Regions from separate parts of the Mus musculus genome. Here region 1 is linked to region 2. The links are chromatin contacts, called in public Hi-C maps. All regions are on one chromosome and are shown on one strand. Each heading gives the region's core, a stretch centred on a gene start, on an enhancer-like site or on the middle of the called end of the contact. The rest is flanking DNA. Distances are from core to core; before and after follow the strand shown. Region 1 overlaps Slx4ip (SLX4 interacting protein). Region 2 overlaps Slx4ip (SLX4 interacting protein).

Region 1 (4,535 bases), core at 1,178-3,677, 160 kb before region 2:
GGGTTTGGACAGGCTTGGGGATTTCTAGAATTCATTGTGCCTCAGTTTCTTGGCCATGCAGCATTGAAAACACTACAGGAAAACAAAAATAGGCTGCTATTCGTCTTTCGACTGTAATGTGATAAGAGTATATTTTAAAAAATGAAGGTATTTGCTTAGATGAACACATTTCACAGAAGAACTTATAGGCTACAGGATCTAGTGGTGGGCCAAAAATCTGTGATGGCCTTCAAAGATTCCTGGGCCCTGCTAATTGACCAAATACTGATACAACAGTGATAGGTGTTTATAAATATAATGTCTCACTAGAACAGGAGTGTCCCCACTAATGAGGTGACTGGGCTCTTATGGTAGAGCCTCTAGGACATCCTTGGCCAGCTGGATGGTGGGCACCCTTGACCTGCTGTTGCAAGCAAGAAGGCTACAATGTAAGGAAGCTCAGGGATGGACTTTTGCCTGGTTGAGCCTTCAGATCAAATGTGACTAATATCCCAAACTTGAGCTTTGTGAAACAATGAACTAAGTTTCCAATAAGGTGTTGTAAATGATGAAGTAATAGATTTATGTGCTTTCAAGACTCTAAATCCATAGCAATTTGTTATATAGCAATGGAAAGCTACACATTCTGTTTGATAGTGACTAAACAATTCAGTGTCTGCTACCAGTGTGCAAAAAGAAAAGCCCATCCAAGACAAGAATGAACTATAGGACTTAAAACAAAAACCCCAACTTGGTGCACAATTAAATTCTACACAGTAGTGTGGTCTGCCTTTGACTGATGGATGCAGTTCTTCACCTTTCTCCCACTATAATCAGTGCCCAGTTTAGGTGCCTGGCCTTGGAGGACCTCAGAACACGGCATTGGATCAGTTTTCTATTGTTTTGAAAGAACCTGATGTTTGACTGTTTTATAGAGGTTTTCAGTAGATTGGGCACTTCGAACATGCTTTTTGTGATGGCTTTTCCCCAAAGAGCCTTTCTCAACACTTATTTTCCCTCCATGACTTCCACATTTATAGTGTTTCTCCCCCTGCTTCCTCACTGGATTGAGAATAGACTAAATGTCAAGACCAACCTTCTTCCCCACCTTGTCTTGCATTCATGTGCAAAGAAGCTGGTTTAGGTAGGCAGGCATAGCTGGTAGCAGAAGACTTAAGGGAATCTTGCAAGTTCAGAAAGATTCCTATAATACTATAGGGATCTGAGAGTAGACCCAACAAACATGCAAATCAAGAGCCCAATTCATGTACAACCGGGTTCAGGAGGCCATCAAATTTAGAAAGAAACGGGAAAGCATGCTGATTTGCTATTCATAGAACATAGATGGATGGACATTTTTGTCTTTAAGTCTTTCCCAAATTAAGATGCTTAGTTTCACAATAAATATCATAACAGCAGGTACTCTCCCCAGCCCCACTATACCTTTGTACAGAGAGAGAGCCTCTGGTCTCAGAGATAGTTTGAGCCAGGCAGAGCCCTTCTCACTGGTGAGCCACTGAGAAAGCCTTTCCATATGCCTCATCTGCATCTCCCACTGAGCAGAATGGCACAAGGAAAAAGCTCACCAGGGTAGCATTTTTCAGGGCAATATGTAAATAAACCCATGTTGCTGTTTCACAAGTTTCCAGCATCCTTGCTGAGGGCTTTTTCCAGGCTACTCCTCCTGGGATGTGTCCCAAATGCCCCAGCCTAGTCTTCCACATTCTGACTGTGGACAGCTCTGATTTACCAACTCACCTTCCTCTGACAAGAATGGATGAGCTGGGATAGGCCCTCCCAGGCACCCACAATGGGTTTGGGAAAGAATCCTCTGTGTTCTTCTCACCAGTCAGGCGTGTGAAGGAGGAACTAAAAAAGGTCTTCAGAGCCACTGGGTCTAGAAAAATTTCCAGTCAATCCATCAGCTGCCTCCCCTGGAGAAGGGGCTGTCAATCTGTCCACAGCTTAGGGGCAGGTGGAGAAAGGGTGTGAGTCGTTTTTTTTTTTTTTTTTTTTTTTTTTTTTTTTTTTTTTGAGGAGTTAGGGCTGTGTGTGCTTGTGTCTGGGCGGTGTGGTGTGTGTGTTGAGCAGAAACAGAGCAGGCGAAAGGGCGTGGGAGACTGGGGACTCCTTTAGAGAAGCGCCTCTGCCCTAAAGCAAGTCAAATCCCTGCTGTGGAGTTGCTTTCTCTTCCTCCCCTTTGAGTCTTCTGTGTTTTAGTGACCTCTCCCCCGTGGAGGTCAGTGATCAGCTCACCCTGACACACTCGGCCTTCTGGGCTTGATTGCTGTAGAGTCCCAGGAAAAGAAGCCTCCAGCTACTTTCTGAGAGAAACACTGTAGTAAATCTCCTGCAGGAACTGGTTTTCTTTTTAAAGAAACCACCCACAACACACACACAGGCACACGCACACAGGCATGCACATATGATATGGTGTCTGCAGGGTACTGTGCAGAAAGCGACAAACACAAAGCGTACATCATCACAGAGGCCTCTCACAGGCTACTTGAGCCTTTAATATAAATCAGGCTGGGTAATGAGTGAGGTTTTAAGAAACGTAACTGGACTTAAACTACAAGGTCAGTATCTCATCCGAGGTAATCCCCTGCAGGATGAGAAAGTCTCCCGATTTTCCCACAGGCTTATTTCACATGCGCTTCCTGAGCCAAACTGGTTTAAAAGCGTTCATTCTTCCGCTGCTCTGCCAAATGCTAGCTTGAGATTCACATGCACTTTTAGAGTGCCTATTAATGATATTAACGATCATGGATCAAAGGCAAACCCCAGAGGTTTATGTAGAAATTCCAGACAATTATTTAGGCACTTTGAAAGCTCATCTTCTAAAGGAGGGTAGCAGTACCTAGCTCAGTGTGGGGAATGATGTGTTCGGATGTGTAGGGTCTAATGCAGCAGAATAGAGGAGGCTCAAAGGTAAAGAAAACACATCTCTTTGATTAAAATGCATTACTATTGATTGACACCTTGTCCCTAAAGACTTCCTACTCATTTGTCTGAAAGTAGATGTAATTTCAGATTTGGAGAAAGCCTCACCCCCCCCCCTTTTTTTTAAAGGGCTATTCTTCTGGGTCAACTGTGTCTCCTTCAACATCCAGGATTTATATAAGTATACATACTCCATTTTGAAAAAGTAGTTCTTAACTATGGCATTTCATAAGAATCATTGTTTGAGGGGCTTTAAAAGTACTAGAATGCAGGCTCAGCTGACTCCAGGGAGTTAGACTGATTTACAAACTACATAGGAGATTCCAATGAGTGCCCACTCTAGGAAGCATTTCTAAACAGATGGGGAAATTAACACATGGGTGTGGTATGCTTATTTCAGTACTTAGAGGGCTATGGGTTATACTTAAAATACTAGACAATTTTGATAGATGGAGAAACGGAAGTTTAAGTTATGCTAAAACATACATAAAAATTAATTAATGGCAAGGTACCTCCTGGGCCCAGGGTTTGCAGCTTGTAGTACCTTGCTGTTACATCGTCCAGGCTCTCTAGTCTAGACCTCCACTCCACCCCACTCCCGGGAGGGTATCCTTTGTGTGGGAATTGGCACAGTGTACCAAGATGACCAAAACACTACGAAATGGGTTTCCAAATTTTCAGTCTTTGTTAGCGTTTCATGTACAGCTCTAATTACATTTCAGAATTGGCTGACTGGTACAGGGTCACCAGGGAAATCTACTTATAAGTGACCAGAGGTCCAAGCATCCAAGATATAAGGTGATATATATAGAGAGGTGGCCCAGAACTTCAATCAGTCTTGAACAAAGACTAGATGCTCACACATGTAAATGAGTTCACTTGGGGAATGTCAGGGTTCTCTTGAAGGTGTCAAGACCATGTCAAGACACTCCCTCCCTCCAGGTCTACTGAAACTCAGACAGACATTGGGAACAAACTCATACAGTCCAGACCTTAAGGGTCAAATTTAATCTTAATGTTTCTCATTAGGTTTTCAAAACCTAAATCTTAAGGGTCAGTGGTTCAAATAGTTCCTTTATCTAACGTAACAAGATTTCCAAAACCCAAGAAATGCTCCTGGGAGGAAGGACATTCTTATAAGCTGAGCATAATTAAAAAATAACATGTTCAGAACAGGGTACTTTGGATATATATTCTTTGAACTTAATTCAGTTGTTTTTAAAGCTCTCTCTCTCTGTCTCTGTCTCTCTCTCTGTCTCTGTCTGCCTCTCTCTCTCTCTGTCTCTCTCTCTCTGTCTCTCTCTCTCTCTCTGTCTCTCTCTCTCCCTCTCTCTCCCTCCTAGCAGAGGCAGAGAGAACCAGACTTTGAGGTCTGTGTGGGCTACATAGTGTGTTTACCACTATGGCATATAGTGAGATCCTCCTACCTGGAAAGTAAGCAAATTGCACAACAAACTTACTTAAATTCACAAAACCCACATGTTTATTCATAAAACAGGTACATTTTCACAACAAAAGTGTTTTTATTCTGTGGACACTCAGTCTATTAAGCATACTTGAATGAAAGGACCAGGGCTCTCCTGGAGATTGTGGTACTGTCTAATTCCATCTGG
Region 2 (4,022 bases), core at 1,453-3,952:
CCAGAATCTTCATGATGTCATACTTTTGTGAAGCACACAGTAGAGCATTCTTTTCTAATGTCACACAAATATCGCATGTAGGTATATGCACATGTGTGAGTACAAAGGGTTGTCAAATAACTATATAAATAACAAATAGCAGCCAAATGACAAAGAAGTCTTAAGATCAAAGTACTGTCACATGCTACTCACATGTGACAGAATGACACATGCAGAAGCCTAATTTCCTGTATTACTTAATGGCTATGTTCTGTAAGGTACTCCAGGAGAAATATCTAAGAGAGTAAGTAAGCACTATGCATATTTAGACTGTATGGGTAATGAGGACATGGCTGCACACTTAAGACAGTGCCACAGAATTCTCAGGAACTGTGAACTACAGGGATACACAATACCCACCTCACCCCTAACTTCCTTAACCAAATATCCCCAAACTGGCATTGACTAGAACAATGAGAAGAAGAGAGGAGGAAGAGCACTAACCAGGACAACATGTGTCAGTCCCCCTCGGCCCCTTCTAACGTTTACTGTTAGGATAGGCCTGGGCCCACAAGGCTTTCCAAAGACAAGGGGATTCTTCCTCCTAGCACAGCAGTTCTAGATTCTTGACCCTAGAACAAAGCACCCAGCAGATAGCCTCTGCCAGTCTCAGAATAATTTCTCAAGGCCACTCTGGATAGTTCTGGTAGTTGTGATTGTTTTCACTGTAGTGTCCAGTGTGGTGTATCCTAGTAAGTATGTTGGGATGGAAGCAAGAGAAATACACGTGTGTATAACAGACTCTGGAGTACCTATATACACAACCAATGGGCAAGCAGACCAGAATTTAAGGTTCCGTGATAATCTGAGACTGAGCCATCCATTTTAACAGCAATTCAGTCGGCCTGCTTTCTTGGATCACAGTATCTAGAGAAGTTACCTTAGGAAACATAGAACAATGATGCCCTCTACAGCCTTTAGAGAGAATCCATACAGTTGGTGAAGGATCCTGAGTCTACCTTTCTAGTAAAGATTGTTTTAACACTAGAAGATAAAATAAAACACATACTTTGCATGTGCATCAGGAAAAACAAAATCATTATAAGAAAATAGTGTTACAGTTTAATGTTGAATGACATAGAAGTGAACTCTACATGTTGTCATTCTGTTATCTGTTTAAGAAGAATTAATTGGCTAACTGTTGGTGTGCTGTGGAAGTAGCTCAGAGGGTAAAATGCAAGCATGAGAATCTAACTTTGATCCAGAGAACTCACAAAGAAAAATTGAGAACATCTTTAATCTCCCCACTGTGGAGGCAGAGACCAGTGGATCCCTAGGACCTGCAGACCAGCCAGTCAAACCTGTTTGCTGAGTTCCAGGCCACTAAGACACCCTGTCTCAAAAGGTACAGGTGGATGCTAAGGAATGACACCCCAGGTTGGCCTCTGGCTACACATATGTGAACATGTGTACAATCAAGTACACACACATACAGCATGCATAAACAATTACAAATAAACAGAAGCTGCTTGTAAAAGAATTATTTTAAAAGTCACTAGGAACACCTATGGCAGAAATAGAGAAAGACAGAACTTTTAAGTAAAGGATATACCACAAATTGAAGATTACACATTACCTGTCCAGAAAAAGAAGTTATGAGGAAAAAACACAGAAGGAGTGGTACTGGTCACCTCGGTAATATCCTAGAGTATTCAGGTCCCGTGACATAAAAGAAACAGAGGAGAAGTCCTTCTCGGGGGTGTTCTAGGACAATGTGTGCAATGTGTGACAATAAGATGCACCTACTGGGCACTGAACATAAAGTAAGTATAATTAGCATAGGAATATTTGGTTTCTATATCAAAGAAAACAAGACTCATTCATCAGGCAAACCTGGAGCAGTCTGGCAAGTAGAAGAAAACATGAAACATTTTTCAGTTATAAAAAAAGGAAACAAAAACAGGTTTTATTCCAAGGAAACAGACTGTGACAGGGAGGCCTGAGAACTGACAGAGAACACTTGGTAAAAGAAGCTTTATTTCAAAACAAATACATCCTCTTGCTGCAAAGCCATCAATACCCACAGCAACTCTCCTATGGTGTAAGAAGGTACCCCAAACCTCCACAGCCATGATAGTTTGAGCTGGGTAATGTCAGAAAGCTGCTAGCAGTTTTGTTCCAGTTCCATCAAGTAAGCAGCACACACCTAGCTGCACACATTTCCCAATCTGGCAATGCAGCAACAGCAGTCTGCACACTCGGAGCACATTGCCAGCCACGGCACTACAGCCCAAAGCCTTCAAAAGAACAGAGCTCTCAAAAGAAACAGCTGAAGAGGTTGGGAAAGTGGTGAGTTTAAGACTCAGGAGAAGGAATACACTTATCCTTCTTAGGCTTTCAAAGTTAGGCAAAGACAAATATTGGAAAAGTGTTCTCAGGGATACAGGTCGCTCTCCTCTCAGCTGTATTTCTTATAAATACCAGGATTACTTGAAGTGCCTTTAATTGTTCTTTTGGAGCGCTTCACTTCAATCTTTCTTAACATCCAGAAGGTCAGTAAGTAGAACTCACCCTATATGGAAATACCTGCTGCAATCTTGTTTTCAATGCTTCATACCAGATCAATGCATCAACTTTCAAATAAGCAATGGTGACACAGTCAGTGGCGCATTCCCCTTTAGGTACACCAAAAACCTAGGACACAGGCTGTAAGTGATTCACAGAGGGAAGCTAGCAAGACAAAAGCCTGACAGCCAATCTCTATTCAGCTGTCTCTTTCTCTAGAAATGCAATGCATTGCTCTTCCCATTCGCTTTTACTATAACAAGGAAATCACATCAATATTTGAGCATATTTAACTTTTTCTGGTGTTCTACAAATGCAAAGACTGATGAAATGTTAGCTGAAATGTAGATCTCAGTATAAAACTAAAATTGCTACCAGGAGAAAGAAAAAGCATAAATAATAAAGATATAAAGAAAAATTTAAAATATAGTAAACTCATTTCCTTTTTATGCATTAATAAACATTTACACCTATTATATTTCAACTTTAGAAAACAACTCAGGCTTTTTACACCAGTACTTCCCCACAGACCCCAAAGAAAAAGTGGACAGTATGGACCAGCAAAAGGAGATGCTGTCAGCCTTCTACAGTGGTGGGAAGGGGCAAAGGGTCACTGCACATTCCCTGTAGAAGACAAAGCCAGATCCACATTCCAGGGAAATTTGGCTGGTCCAAGTTTTCCTTAAATACAGATTGGCCTGCCTGTCACTAAGCCAGGCTCTGTAATCTTCCCAGGCTGCCATTGCTAGGGAAGCCAGGAATCCCTTCTAATTAATCAACTCTCACAACAAAAATTTTCCCACCCACGAAACAGTAAGTGGTTGGGAGGGGAAGTGGGAAAGCAGTCTTCGTGGCCAAAAGAATCGTAGACTTTGCTGTAATACCGAACTAATCCAAGAAAACAGATGCAGGAAGCAGAGGAAATGATCTAGAGACAGACAATGAGCTTGGGGGCTTTCACTGTACTGCTCTTCTGGAGCCCAAGTTAAACATGTTAAATCTTAAAATGTAATTACTGGGAATGAAGCCTGGCAACATTTTACTCTTCTTAAAGCCAGGAATGGGACCCTGAACTTTTCCTGAGGCAGATATCAGATACATGATTGGACATTTTAAGCAATAATTTATTGTTCTGTTTCTTTTCTCGAACACTTTGTGTTTTAATGGACAAATATCTATGATTAATACTTGAGTGTTCATATCTGTTACTATTTGCTTTGGGCTTGCCTGATGCTTGTAGTAAGCGTTCAATGAAACCTTCATTAACTAACCTTGGGTTAATTCCATTGAATGCTTACTGTGACATGCTTTAAGCAGGTAAGAACATTTACAGCCATTTAGACCTATTCTGCCAGGGCCAGGAGTAACTCAAGTCTACAGCTCATCTGGCATGCATGAGACTTTGGATTTTAAGCACTGAAATGTATGTGTGTGTGTTGTGTGGTGTGGTGTGGTGTGTGTGTGTTTGTGTGTGTGTG

The links. Hi-C and Micro-C count contacts between places; a contact is called where the count stands out from the background.
Region 1: a contact with region 2 is called in a Hi-C map of stem cell-derived motor neurons, with 4 times the contacts expected there. The contact joins two enhancer-like sites. A contact is called at or near these places in 9 of 484 Hi-C or Micro-C datasets (the AML12 cell line, cerebellum, embryonic heart and 5 more), 1 of 115 datasets of contacts at active chromatin or transcription factors (stem cell-derived neural progenitor cells) and 2 of 9 other capture datasets (adipose tissue and pancreatic islet).

The regions. Positions count from the first base shown.
Region 1 is chr2:137,071,798-137,076,332 of GRCm38.p6, reverse strand. Slx4ip (SLX4 interacting protein) reads right to left here. Exons shown (of 8, transcript NM_028834.3): 8 at 4,383-4,535. Among named protein-coding and RNA genes, the nearest start is that of Jag1, 42 kb to the left of the region's middle. Within about 2 kb of position 2,427, at least 20 of the 459 cell types and tissues checked have an H3K27ac peak or open chromatin away from gene starts, as enhancers often do. A contact at or near this core is called in stem cell-derived motor neurons, where this site is marked.
Region 2 is chr2:136,911,446-136,915,467 of GRCm38.p6, reverse strand. The region is part of intron 2 of Slx4ip (SLX4 interacting protein); the gene reads right to left. Among named protein-coding and RNA genes, the nearest start is that of Slx4ip, 21 kb to the right of the region's middle. Within about 2 kb of position 2,702, at least 25 of the 459 cell types and tissues checked have an H3K27ac peak or open chromatin away from gene starts, as enhancers often do. A contact at or near this core is called in stem cell-derived motor neurons, where this site is marked.